2 separate regions of the Sus scrofa genome follow, and region 1 is linked to region 2. The links are chromatin contacts, called in public Hi-C maps. All regions are on one chromosome and are shown on one strand. Each heading gives the region's core, a stretch centred on a gene start, on an enhancer-like site or on the middle of the called end of the contact. The rest is flanking DNA. Distances are from core to core; before and after follow the strand shown.

Evidence for each region. A called contact is a pair of places that touch in the nucleus more often than the background predicts.
Region 1: a Hi-C map of liver shows a contact between it and region 2, with 5 times the contacts expected there. The contact joins two enhancer-like sites. A contact is called at or near these places in 1 of 47 Hi-C or Micro-C datasets (liver) and 1 of 2 datasets of contacts at active chromatin or transcription factors (alveolar macrophages).

What each region holds. Positions count from the first base shown.
Region 1 is chr13:2,843,546-2,848,882 of Sscrofa11.1, forward strand. The region is part of intron 1 of BTD (biotinidase); the gene reads left to right. Among named protein-coding and RNA genes, the nearest start is that of HACL1, 5.3 kb to the left of the region's middle. Within about 2 kb of position 3,601, at least 1 of the 83 cell types and tissues checked has an H3K27ac peak or open chromatin away from gene starts, as enhancers often do. A contact at or near this core is called in liver, where this site is marked.
Region 2 is chr13:2,498,034-2,503,632 of Sscrofa11.1, forward strand. It overlaps CAPN7 (calpain 7), which reads left to right. Exons shown (of 21, transcript NM_001097443.1): 17 at 589-734; 18 at 1,983-2,045; 19 at 2,604-2,734; 20 at 5,160-5,252; 21 at 5,340-5,542. The coding sequence ends at 5,484. Among named protein-coding and RNA genes, the nearest start is that of CAPN7, 48 kb to the left of the region's middle. Within about 2 kb of position 3,493, at least 6 of the 83 cell types and tissues checked have an H3K27ac peak or open chromatin away from gene starts, as enhancers often do. A contact at or near this core is called in liver, where this site is marked.

The DNA of each region.
Region 1 (5,337 bases), core at 2,351-4,850, 350 kb after region 2:
TTGGCAGCTCTTAATCTGGGTGAAGAGAATATCTGGGCAAACAGGTGATTTCTTAAGAGTTGCAAAATAATACCTGGAGAAGATATGCTCACCAAAGATTTAAAACAGGCAGCTCTACAGGTATGTGATGATAGCATGTTTTAATTTCAATAAACAAGGACACTAAAAATCCTTGTGATTATTTAAAAGCATAACACTAAATGAACCTGTAAGAAATGTTTTCATAGGCATGTTTTATCAAAAAGTGAAGTGTTTGGTTATTGAATGAGGAAATAGAGGGTTTTTTAAAGTTTTTTCCTTTTGGGGAGGCTGTACCTGAGGTGTATGGAAGTTCCTGGGCCTAGGGGTTGAATCAGAGCTCCAGCTGCCAGCCTATACCACAGCCACAGCAATGCTAGATCCAAGCCTCATCTGCGACCTACAGCTTGCTGCAATGCTGGATCCTTACCCACTGAGCTCCAAATTAGAGTTATTTGTGATGCATTATGAAATGGCTGAGCATAAAATAAAATTGGCTGAAATAAAAAACTGAAACTGCTTATCTTAAATACAAACAGAAACAAGCTAAAATAACCCAAAAGGAGGTCTATGTAGAAAACTGTTTTTAAAGCCAACGTTGGAGTTCCCGTTGTGGTTCAGTGGAAATGAACCGAACATGAGGTTTCAGGTTCGATTCCTGGCCTTGCTCAGTGGGTTAAGGATCCAGTATTGCCGTGAGCTGTGGTGTAGGTCGCAGACCCAGCTCGGATCTGGTGTTGCTGTGGCTCTTGCGTGGGCTGGCAGCTCTAGCTTGGATTAGACCCCTTTCCTGGGAACCTTCATGTGACACAGATGCGGCCCCTGGGGGGAAAAAAAAAAAAAGATAAAACCAACATTGAAAAATGTCCAGTAGGAAGTGTGCTATTGGAAATTTATCAATATAGAGTGAAGTGGTTCTTTGAATAAAACAGATGGGTGGAATATTCATTGGGGCTGGAGGGGCTGGAGGGTTGTATTCCTTGATTTTCACTCTAACTCCACCTTCTTGAAAAGAGGGGGGATTTTTGTCGTTATTTAGCTTTGATTGGAAGTGTCCTGGCTTTGGTGCATGATAGGAACTTCTGCAAGGCTAATTTTATTGTAATGAGAGCATAATGAGCAAAAGGTTACATTTGGACCCTGGAGATTCCCACCTTTCTTTGTCCACCTCCAGGACACTTGTCACCCCCAAATATGTCGTTTCCTGTCAGTCTGAAAGTTCCTGCTTGTCTGCACAAGGACCCCCACTGTTTACAAATTGCATGGTTTTATAGCCCATGCCCCCTTTTTTTTGCTCATATCTATCTGCCTGCTTCTAAGATTCCCCCCTCAATGAGTCTGGACTTTTAAAGTCTTTTAAGGGGCAAGGGTTAATGGTCCATCTTCTGAAACTTCTTCAGGCTGAGCACGGGCGTTGTCCCCACCTGTGGGTCCAGATCTCCTTGCTGTCTGTCAGAGACAGAGGTCTTGGGGTTGTTTGCAGTGGTGGAGGTGGAGGTAGGGAGTGGAGAGTAGGAGGAGGCAGCAGCCTTGTCCAGCCCATGTGGATGGTCTCCGTCTTCAGGTGAGATAAGTTGCATCCGTGATGCATTATCATTTAAAGTTGGAGTTTTTTGAAGCTCTGGAGTTTTTTCCCTTATGACTTAAGCTTTTGATACAGCTGCTATAATAAGGAGAAATTTGGAGTGTATCTGAGTATAATTATTGGTTATATTAGACATTAGGCCAGAAATGTTGTCTGATCCCTCTGTTGGCCTTTTCTTTTGTATTGTTAACTATTATTATATTTTGGTTGTGTTTTAGTTTTAGTTTCTAGTGACTAGGTTCTTCCTCTGGAGAATGACATTCCCCACATGTTGGGTATTAGCCGTCTGGGTGGTGTCTGTCACACAGCTGTGATCACTAACAATTAGAGTGTGATTATAGTATGTTTTACTGAGCCATCTTAATTTTTGTCCCCTGATGCTAAGACCAGTAAACAAAGGCCAGCTTTGTCTAAAAGCTGGAATACGCTTTCTTCTGATTTAGAAGAGGGTGTCTTTTCTAGAGAGTTTGGCCTCCAGTTGGTTCCTGCCCCAGTCCTTCCTTCCTTACTGTACTGCGTGGTAAAGGAGAACCCAGCAAATTTTTCTGTTAGCGAAAACTAGGTGAGGAGTCCTAGCAGGCGTGGGTCCTCTGGGGAGGCGCAGCTGGCAGGGGAAGATTCACCAGTCAGACGACTTAGTGACTTTGGGAGTGGCATTCATGGGGTCAGATAGTGGATGTTTGTAAGCTAGTGGACAAGGAGGACCATTAGGATGGGTGTGGTTAGAGGAGACACGACTTCATGAGAAGCAAACAAGAAGAGAAAAGGAGCGTTTACTGGAAAGGGGGGTTGTTGATGCCTGGAAGGGAAATTATTAGCCTCCTTTAAGGTGATTTTTATAGCAGTGACTTTTTCCCTGAGATTCCCTGATGCCAGACCTGTAGATCTATAAATTTTTTAATTTATGGGGGAATATTTTGGGCTGAACTGCCTGTGTCCTGTAGACCAGCCAAAAATATTCCTTGGTGTTGGTTTTCAGGGAGAGTAATAGTCACCCCCAAGGCTAAGAGAAAATCCCTTCCCAGTCATGGGCTGGGACATTCAGGCAGGGCAAGAAACTTGTGAGATATGAGTCACCAAAAACAAAAACAAAAAAAACAAAAAAACAAAAACAAACAAACAAAAAACACCTCTTTTCAAAGAATTTTTTTTTTTGACTGTACCTGTGACAAGTGGAAGTTCCCGGGCCAGAGATCGAATCCGTGCCACGGCAGTGACCCCTAGCCATAACAGTGACAATGCCAGATCCCTAACCCTCTTTGCCACCAGAGAACTCAAGTTAGGACATCTTTCAATGTTTGGTTATAAAGAAGCTCTCAGAAACTATTACAGTAATGTCAAGCGTACTGAAAGCCAACTTCAAGAGGCTACAACTGGCCAAGGATGAGTTTCAATGATGATAATAATTGCAATAGAAAGAAGCTCATGAAGTATGTTTAAATCCATGAGTTCATAGTATTTTGAAAAAAATTGACCACCTTCAGAAAATAATAGATAACCAGTTCCTTATCTTAAAAACTGATTTAATAAAGAATGGGAGATTTATCCTGCCTTTCCTTTAGGAACTGTACCATTAGATAACCAAATATTTAAAATAAAATGTCTCTTTATAAAAAATGCTCCATGGAGTTCCTTTTGTGGCTTAGCGGGTTAAGAACCCAACAGTCTCCATGAGGATGTGGGTTCGATCCCTGGCTTCGCTGAGTGGGTTAAGTATCGAGTGTTGCTGCAAGCTGCAGAGTAAGTCACAGTTGTGGCTTGGATCCTACGTTGCTGTGGCTGTGGCGTAGGCTGGCAGCTGCAGCTCTGATTTGACCCCTAGCCTGGGAACTTCCATATGCTGCAAGTGTGGCCCTAAAAAGAAAGGAAAAGAAAATTCCAATTAATAAATAAGAATGAAATGATAGAATACCAGAATTTTGCAATCCCCAATGAGTAGAAAACATTAAGGGTCAATGTTTCATGCTAAGGTCATGAAAAGAGAGTCAGACACAAGTCTCATGTTGAAAGAACACACTACCACTCAGTCCTGCCAAAGAGATGGAACCTGTGTCCAATCCAGTCTCTGGATCCAGCTGTCAATTTGCAAGAAATGCCAAGGAAAGAGGAAAGGTTTGAATCTCACTATGCAAGTGCAAGCAAAATCCATTCTGTTGGAAAATCTACAGGTCAAATGATCAGGCTTCTTCAACAGGCTGAAGTCCGGGTAATGGTTACTTGGTCGCTTATGGGAAGAGTTACCAGATTTAGAAAAAGAAACAAATGAAAACAGGACACCCTGTACTGTCAGTTAAATTTGCATTTCAGGTAAACAATAATTTTTTGACATATGTTCCAACATATTTGTTTAGCCAAAACCCAAGCTTAAATGGGCCTCCTGTATTTCACCTGGAAAAATTTAATTTTATTCAAGGGAGTTCCCATCGTGGTTCAGCAGAAATAAATCTGACTAGTATCCATGAGGACTCAAGTTCGATCCCTGGCCTTGCTCAGGGGATTAAGGATCCGCTGTTGCTATGAGCTGTGGTGTAGGTCACAGACATGGCTCGTATCTGGCATTGCTATGCCTATGGCGTAGGCCAGTGGCTACAGCTCTGATTCAACCCCTAGCCTGGAAACCTCCATGTGCCACAGGTGCGGCCCTAAAAAAAGACAAATAATAATAATTTTATTCAAGATGGTAATGCAGCTTACTCCCCAGCCTTCCTTGTAGTTAGGAGTGGACATAAGCCACATCATTGGCCAAAGCAGTTTAGATGGAGTAGGAACAGGGCTTTGGGGAAAGCTGATTCAACTAGCAGATGCCTCCAATTCCTCTTCCATGTGGCATGGTGTGGACTCAGAGAGTCCTCTTGGCAAACGCAAGGTGATCCTGAAGATGGTAGCTTTGAGCTGAAGACAAAGAGGCTGTAGAACTCCTACCTTTGTTAGGTTTTGTTATCAGAATTTCATCGCTTCCTTAGAAACACTTTTATTCTTTTACTCGGTCTTAGAATTCTTCTAGAACACTGAATAGCATTGGGATTCTCTACTCCCCCTTTATAGTTAGGAAGACTTTCTCTGGAAACTATCTGGGCCTGTTTTGAGAGTAGAGGATGGGAAAGGAATAGTGGTTGATAACTTCTTATTTCTTCTGGGATTGTTGGCTTGGTTTACTTTTTTCTTTTATCTGGAATAAGTACAGGTAAGATATACTTTCCTAGGAAATTATCCATTTTATCTAAAATTTCAAGTTTATCAGCATAGAATTGTGAGAGGAGATTCTTCATTATTCTTTTAATTTCTCCTGCATTTGTAGATACTTCCTTCTTATTATTACCCATTTTGTATATGTATTTTTTTTTATTTAGGTTAGCTGATGATTTATCTATGTTTGGGGTTTGGCAGTTATTTTGTTGTTTTTTTGTTTGTTTGTTTTGCTTTGCTTTTTAGGGCCACATCCGAGGCATATGGAAGTTCCTAGGCTAGGGATTGACTCAGGGGTACAGCTGCCAGCCTGCACCACAGCTCACAGCAACACTGGATCCCCAACTCACTGTGCAACACCAAGGACTGAATCCACATCCTCATGGATACTAGTCAGATTCCTTTTTGCTGCACCACAACGGGAACTCTGGGGTTTTGTTTTTCATTTTTGTTTTTTTTCCAAAGAACAATCTCTTGGGCTTATTTACCAGTTCTGTCATTTTCTGTTTTCTAATTTATTAACTTCTGCTTTTATTTCTTTTCACCTA
Region 2 (5,599 bases), core at 2,243-4,742:
CGGAAAACAAGATATATACTATCTGATTTTTTTAGTTATATGTTCACAGAAATAACATTATCCATTGTTTTTAGGGGTGTGTGTACATGTGTATGTGTGTGCGTAAGTCTGAAAAGATGCCCATTGGACCCTTCAGAGTGGAATGGCCTGAGTCTTCAGGGTGGTGGTTAAAAGGAACTTTGTTTTGTAAAGAAGATAGTATGACCAAACCGTGTTTATTCTGAGTGGGAGGGAATGTAGATATATGTTGTTATACTTCTTTATATCTTCTTAAAACTTTCCTCAAAAGAAAAAAAGCCAATCTCTATTTTATAGTCCTCTCCTGGGAGAGAGAAATGCAAGATAGAGCAAACAGCAGGGATTATCTTGTACCTCACTGAATGTACTCCGAAAGATTGCTTTTTGCTTATTATAACTACTTAAAGTTTTAAATTTTGTTAAGTTTTAAATTGAACTTGTAATTCTTTATACCATTATATTTTCAAGGTAGAAAAGGGATGTCCAGCCATTGAATTATTTTTCCTACCATCAAACTTAGATTTTAAAACTAAAGGCCCGTCATCTGTAAACCTACTTGTTTATTTGCAGCTGACCCACCTCCATACATTGATGGGATTCGAATTAACAGCCCTCATTATTTGACTAAGATAAAGCTAACCACACCTGGGACCCATACCTTTACATTAGTGGTTTCTCAGTATGAAAAACAGAACACAATCCATTACACAGTCCGGGTGAGTAAAGCAATGTATCATGACAAAGCAATAATAGAAAGTACGTAACATGCTCTGCTTTCTAAATGGGATTATCTACAGAAAAAGTGTATTTCTGAAAATTGATCTTTATATATTGTTGAGTGTGATCTTTATATATCTGTATAACAGCTTAATAATAAATTATGATGCTTCTTGCAGAAAATAATGCTTTTGATCAGTAACGTTTTTCTGTGAATAACATTTTGGGCTTTTTTGGGTTTTTTTTTTTTTTTTTTTTTCCTTTTTAGGACCACACCTGAGGCATATGGAGGTTCCCAGGTAAGGGGTCGAATCGGAGCTACCGCTGCCAGCCTATGCCATAGCCACAGCAATGTCAGATCTGAGCCGCATCTGCGGCCTACACCACAGCTCACAGCAATGCTGGATCCTTAACCCACTGAGTGAGGCCAGGGATCAGACCCGCAACCTCATGGTTCCTAGTCCGATTCGTTTTCATTGCGCCACAACAAGAGCCCCTGTGAATAACATTTTGAATGAACATTTTAGTTTTCAGAGTAATAATTAATCCCGAGGTATGTTGGACTAATAGATTTACAGAGTAAGCAATAAAAACTCCTTTCGTCTACATAGTCCTTTTATTTGCTTTAAAAAAGAAGACTTTGAGGGCGTTCCCTGGTTGGTGCAGTGGTTTAGGAACCTGGCATTGTTCATTGCCGTGGCTTGGGTGACTGTTGTGGCTCTGGTTTGCTTCTTGGCCTGGGAACTTCCACATGCTGTGGGCTCACCGCCATCCCCCCGCCCCCTGCTGCTCAAAGAGAAGACTTTAAACTTAGTGAAAGGAAATCAGTTGCCTCTAAACGTACTGCTCTCATTCATCTGGGAAGGTCACTGTAATTTTGTTCTGCATAGATTTGTTTGCCATAGATCAGTAAAGAAGCTCAATTTGAACAGATTTTTTTTAGTGACGAGGGGACATTGAGGAGCTGCATTGGGAATAAAGAATGCTTTGTTCTGCAGATGCAGAAGCCAAGGCCTAGAGAGATTGTGGTGTGTCCTGAGTCACACAGAGTGAGCAGAGAAAGCCAAGACAAGACCCCTAGCTGCCCAACTCAGTTCTTTAATCCTGCCCTGATCCCAGGCTGCCTATAGAATTAGGACTTTTATACAGGCCAACTAAGTTTTTAGCCTTCCAAAACATTCTTTTATCACTTTAGTTATTTTTATAAGTATAAACTTTATCATCATCATAATTTTTTTTAATTCTAGGTATACTCAGCGTGCAGCTTTACTTTTTCAAAAATTCCTTCACCATACACCGTATCAAAACAGGTAAGAGCATTTCTTCTGTGGGTCAGAACCACATTGAACTCTTAGAATTCCCTTTCCTTCTTCTCCTTTTCTCATTTTTTCCCCACATTTAACAATTTGGGGACAGGTGTGCGAGGGAAACGTGGTCTCTAGTCTGGGTTGGAACACAAGATCCCTCATGAGCACTGTTAAGTAATTCTGTGGGGAAAAAATAAATTTAGAGAAAAGAGATTAATGCAGATCTTGGTCAGCGGGGGAGGCCATGTGGATGGACCTTGTGAGCAGAGTTTGAGGTGGATTCTGCAGGGTGGGCTGGACGTGTGTAACAGAATTTGAGGGAGAACTTGGCAGAGATTCTTGGCAGGGAAGACTTGATGGAGGGTTGAGAGATGGAGATAGGGCTGAGAGCAGCCAAGCAACTGAGCTGACATGGAGAGTTACATGCTCTCAGTGGCAAATAAAGCCTGGCAGTCGGGAAGCCCGAGTGGAGAGTTGCTGCTTTTTTTTTTTTTTTTTTTTTTTTAAGGTGCAAAGGAGTTGAAGAATGTGAAGGTTGTTAATACAACTTTGTTTTATTAGATTAATGGAAAGTGGAGTGGTCAGAGTGCTGGAGGATGTGGAAATTTCCAAGAGACTCATAAAAATAACCCCATTTACCAATTCCACATAGAAAAGTCTGGGCCGCTGCTGATCGAACTAAGAGGACCAAGGTCTGTGATAAGTAACTTTCTTAATGTTATATTTAAAATGAGTTTAGTGGAACAAAATAGGGTTTTGAAATACACACACCCACACACACACACATATATACACAGACACACACACACACACACACACACACACTCATGTGGACCTTCGATTTATGGGAAAGGTGGTCTTACAGAGGAATGAGGAAAGAACACTATTCAGTAAATGGTGCTGAAATAATTAATATCCATATACCAAAAAGGTGATGAGATCCCTGCTTCGCATCAAACCTAAAAATCAGCTGCAAGTGGATTAGTAATGTAGGAGATACTAACTTCAGGACCAGGAAAGATTTCTTAAGACTGAATGAGCAACACATTGAAAGATTTGTAAATACCCTACACTAGTAAGAAGAAAAGTCTACAGTTTTTAAAAAAAGAAAACCAAAAATAAACAAAAACTTGAACAGGTATATCATAAGAGAAATTATCCAAACAGCCAGTAAATTGTAAGAGGCAAAAATGTGAAATGTTCCTCAGTGGCATTTAAGATTATAACACAGGTGGATGTAGCAGTGAAAATAAATTACAGCTCCCCACAAGATGACAGGACAGTCTTAGGAATGATGCTGAGCGACAGAAGCTGCACCACAGAATATGAGATCCCACTGGCGTGCAGTTTTGAGCAGGTAAAACTAAACTACATGCACACTTAGGTAGTCAGACTACAGACAGAGCAGGAAAGCGACGACCAGACAGGTGAGCTCTGCCAGACAGGGGCTGTGATCAGAACAGCACAGAGGGACTTTGGCCCTGAAAGGGTTTTGTTGGTCAAGGTGGTAACTCAGGTGTTTGTTCACTTTACAAATCATTTGCTAAGCTGTGTGTTTGTTTTATGTGCATTGCATTATATTTCGCAATTGTAGAAGGTTTAAAAAATATAGGAAGCTATAGGTGTGGCCATAAAAACAAAATACAAGGAATACAGATTTTAAAAGTACTTGCTAGCTTCTAAATAAAACTAGCCTTAATTTTGCCTGCCTGTAAGTACAGACTATTTTGAAAGGAGCCACTAACCCTTTAAGTAAAACTAAGCTATTTTTCTAGACATTTAAAAAACCTTTAGGAGTTTCTGCTGTGGCACAGTGGGTTAAGGATTTGGCATTGCCGTAGCTGTGGCATAGGTTGTAGCTGAGGCTCGGATTCGATCCCTGGCCCAGGAACTTCCATATGCCACAGGTGTGGCCAAAATAAATAAATAAAAACTTTACTACCTTGATAGATGAGATAGGTACCTAATTACCCTTTTGTATTTAATTTCTAGGTAGATTGATCATGTAAAAATGTTTATCAACAACATGTGTTTTTTTGCTTTTCATACACCTGTTCATATCTTTTGCCCACTTTTCTGTTGGAATTGTCGTGTTTTTCTTTTCTTTTTTTCTTTTTTTTTTTCTTTCTAGGGCCGCACCTGTGGGATATGAAAGTTCCTAGGCTAGGAGTCAAATCAGAGCTGCAGCTGCTGGCCTACGCCACATCCATGGCAGCTGAGGATCCAAGCCGCATCTGTGACCTATGCTGCAGCTTGCAGCAACACCGGATCCTTAACCCACTGAGCGAGGCCATGGATGGAACCCATATGCTCAAAGACGCCATGGCAGGTTCTTAACCCACTGAGCCACAGTAGGAACTTCCATGTTTTTCTTAATTGTAAGCATCAGTAAGGGCATGTATGCAAGGGTATTAACTCCTTCATATATTTTAGGTCTTTTTCCCAGATTTTTTTTCTCACATAGAAAAAATTTTCATTTTAAAGTAATCAAATTTATTTCTTCTGGTTTATTTTGCTGTGGGCAGGAACTCTTGCTCTAATATCAAATTAATGTTCACACAGTCTGTCTTCTGGTCCTTTTATGGGTTTATTTTTTACCTTCTATTTTTAAAATCCATATGGAATGTATTCTATATTAGGTGTGAAATATAATTTAACAAATGTTTTTCTGAGTTTTGTCACTTTATCGGTATCCACATAAATAATCCTTACCCTGATTTGGAATGCCTGGTCTATCAAAGGCTATTTACTTCCATAAATTTAGATTTTATTTCCAGGTTTTCTCTTCCGTGCCACTTTTTCTGCCTAGTCTGGAATTCTATCATTTAAATTTAACATTTTTCTGTGGGAGTCTATGATAAAAATATAGTCTCTTCTAAGTAAGTTTAATAAAATATTAATCTTTATGGCTTCAGTTTAAAAATATAAATGGTGTCTTCTGCAATTAATTGAGTAAAAATAGTATGCATGTGTCTCGGAGTACTGCTTCCTCCTACTGAAGCTTCAGAAGCATATACTTAATTGAATAGTCCATCCGCACCTTAGGTATAGTTATTCTGGATATGTATTTGAGACCACCTAATAAACGGCAGTGATTCTGTTCTTTGTAACATCTAGGCAATACAGTGTTGGGTTTGAAGTTGTAACTGTTTCTGTGGTGGGAGACCCCGGTCCTCACGGCTTCCAGAGGAAATCTAGTGGTGACTACAGGTAAGATTGGCACTTTTATCTAATGTATACTTTACTTTCCATGGCATCACCTCCTACAAACCTTGTTCTGATTTTCCCTGAACACAGGTGTGGCTTTTGCTACCTGGAGCTGGAGAGCATCCCAGCTGGGATCTACAACATCATTCCCAGCACTTTTTTACCTAAACAAGAAGGACCCTTTTTCTTGGACTTTAATAGTGTTATCCCCATCAAGACAACACAACTGCAGTGATGAAGGAATCAGAGCAGTTGCTGAATTTTAAACTTGCCAAACATCAATCCTTCAAATGAGGACGCACACCTCTGGGACACTGAACAGTCAGAACAGGATGAAATCTCTCAAAATG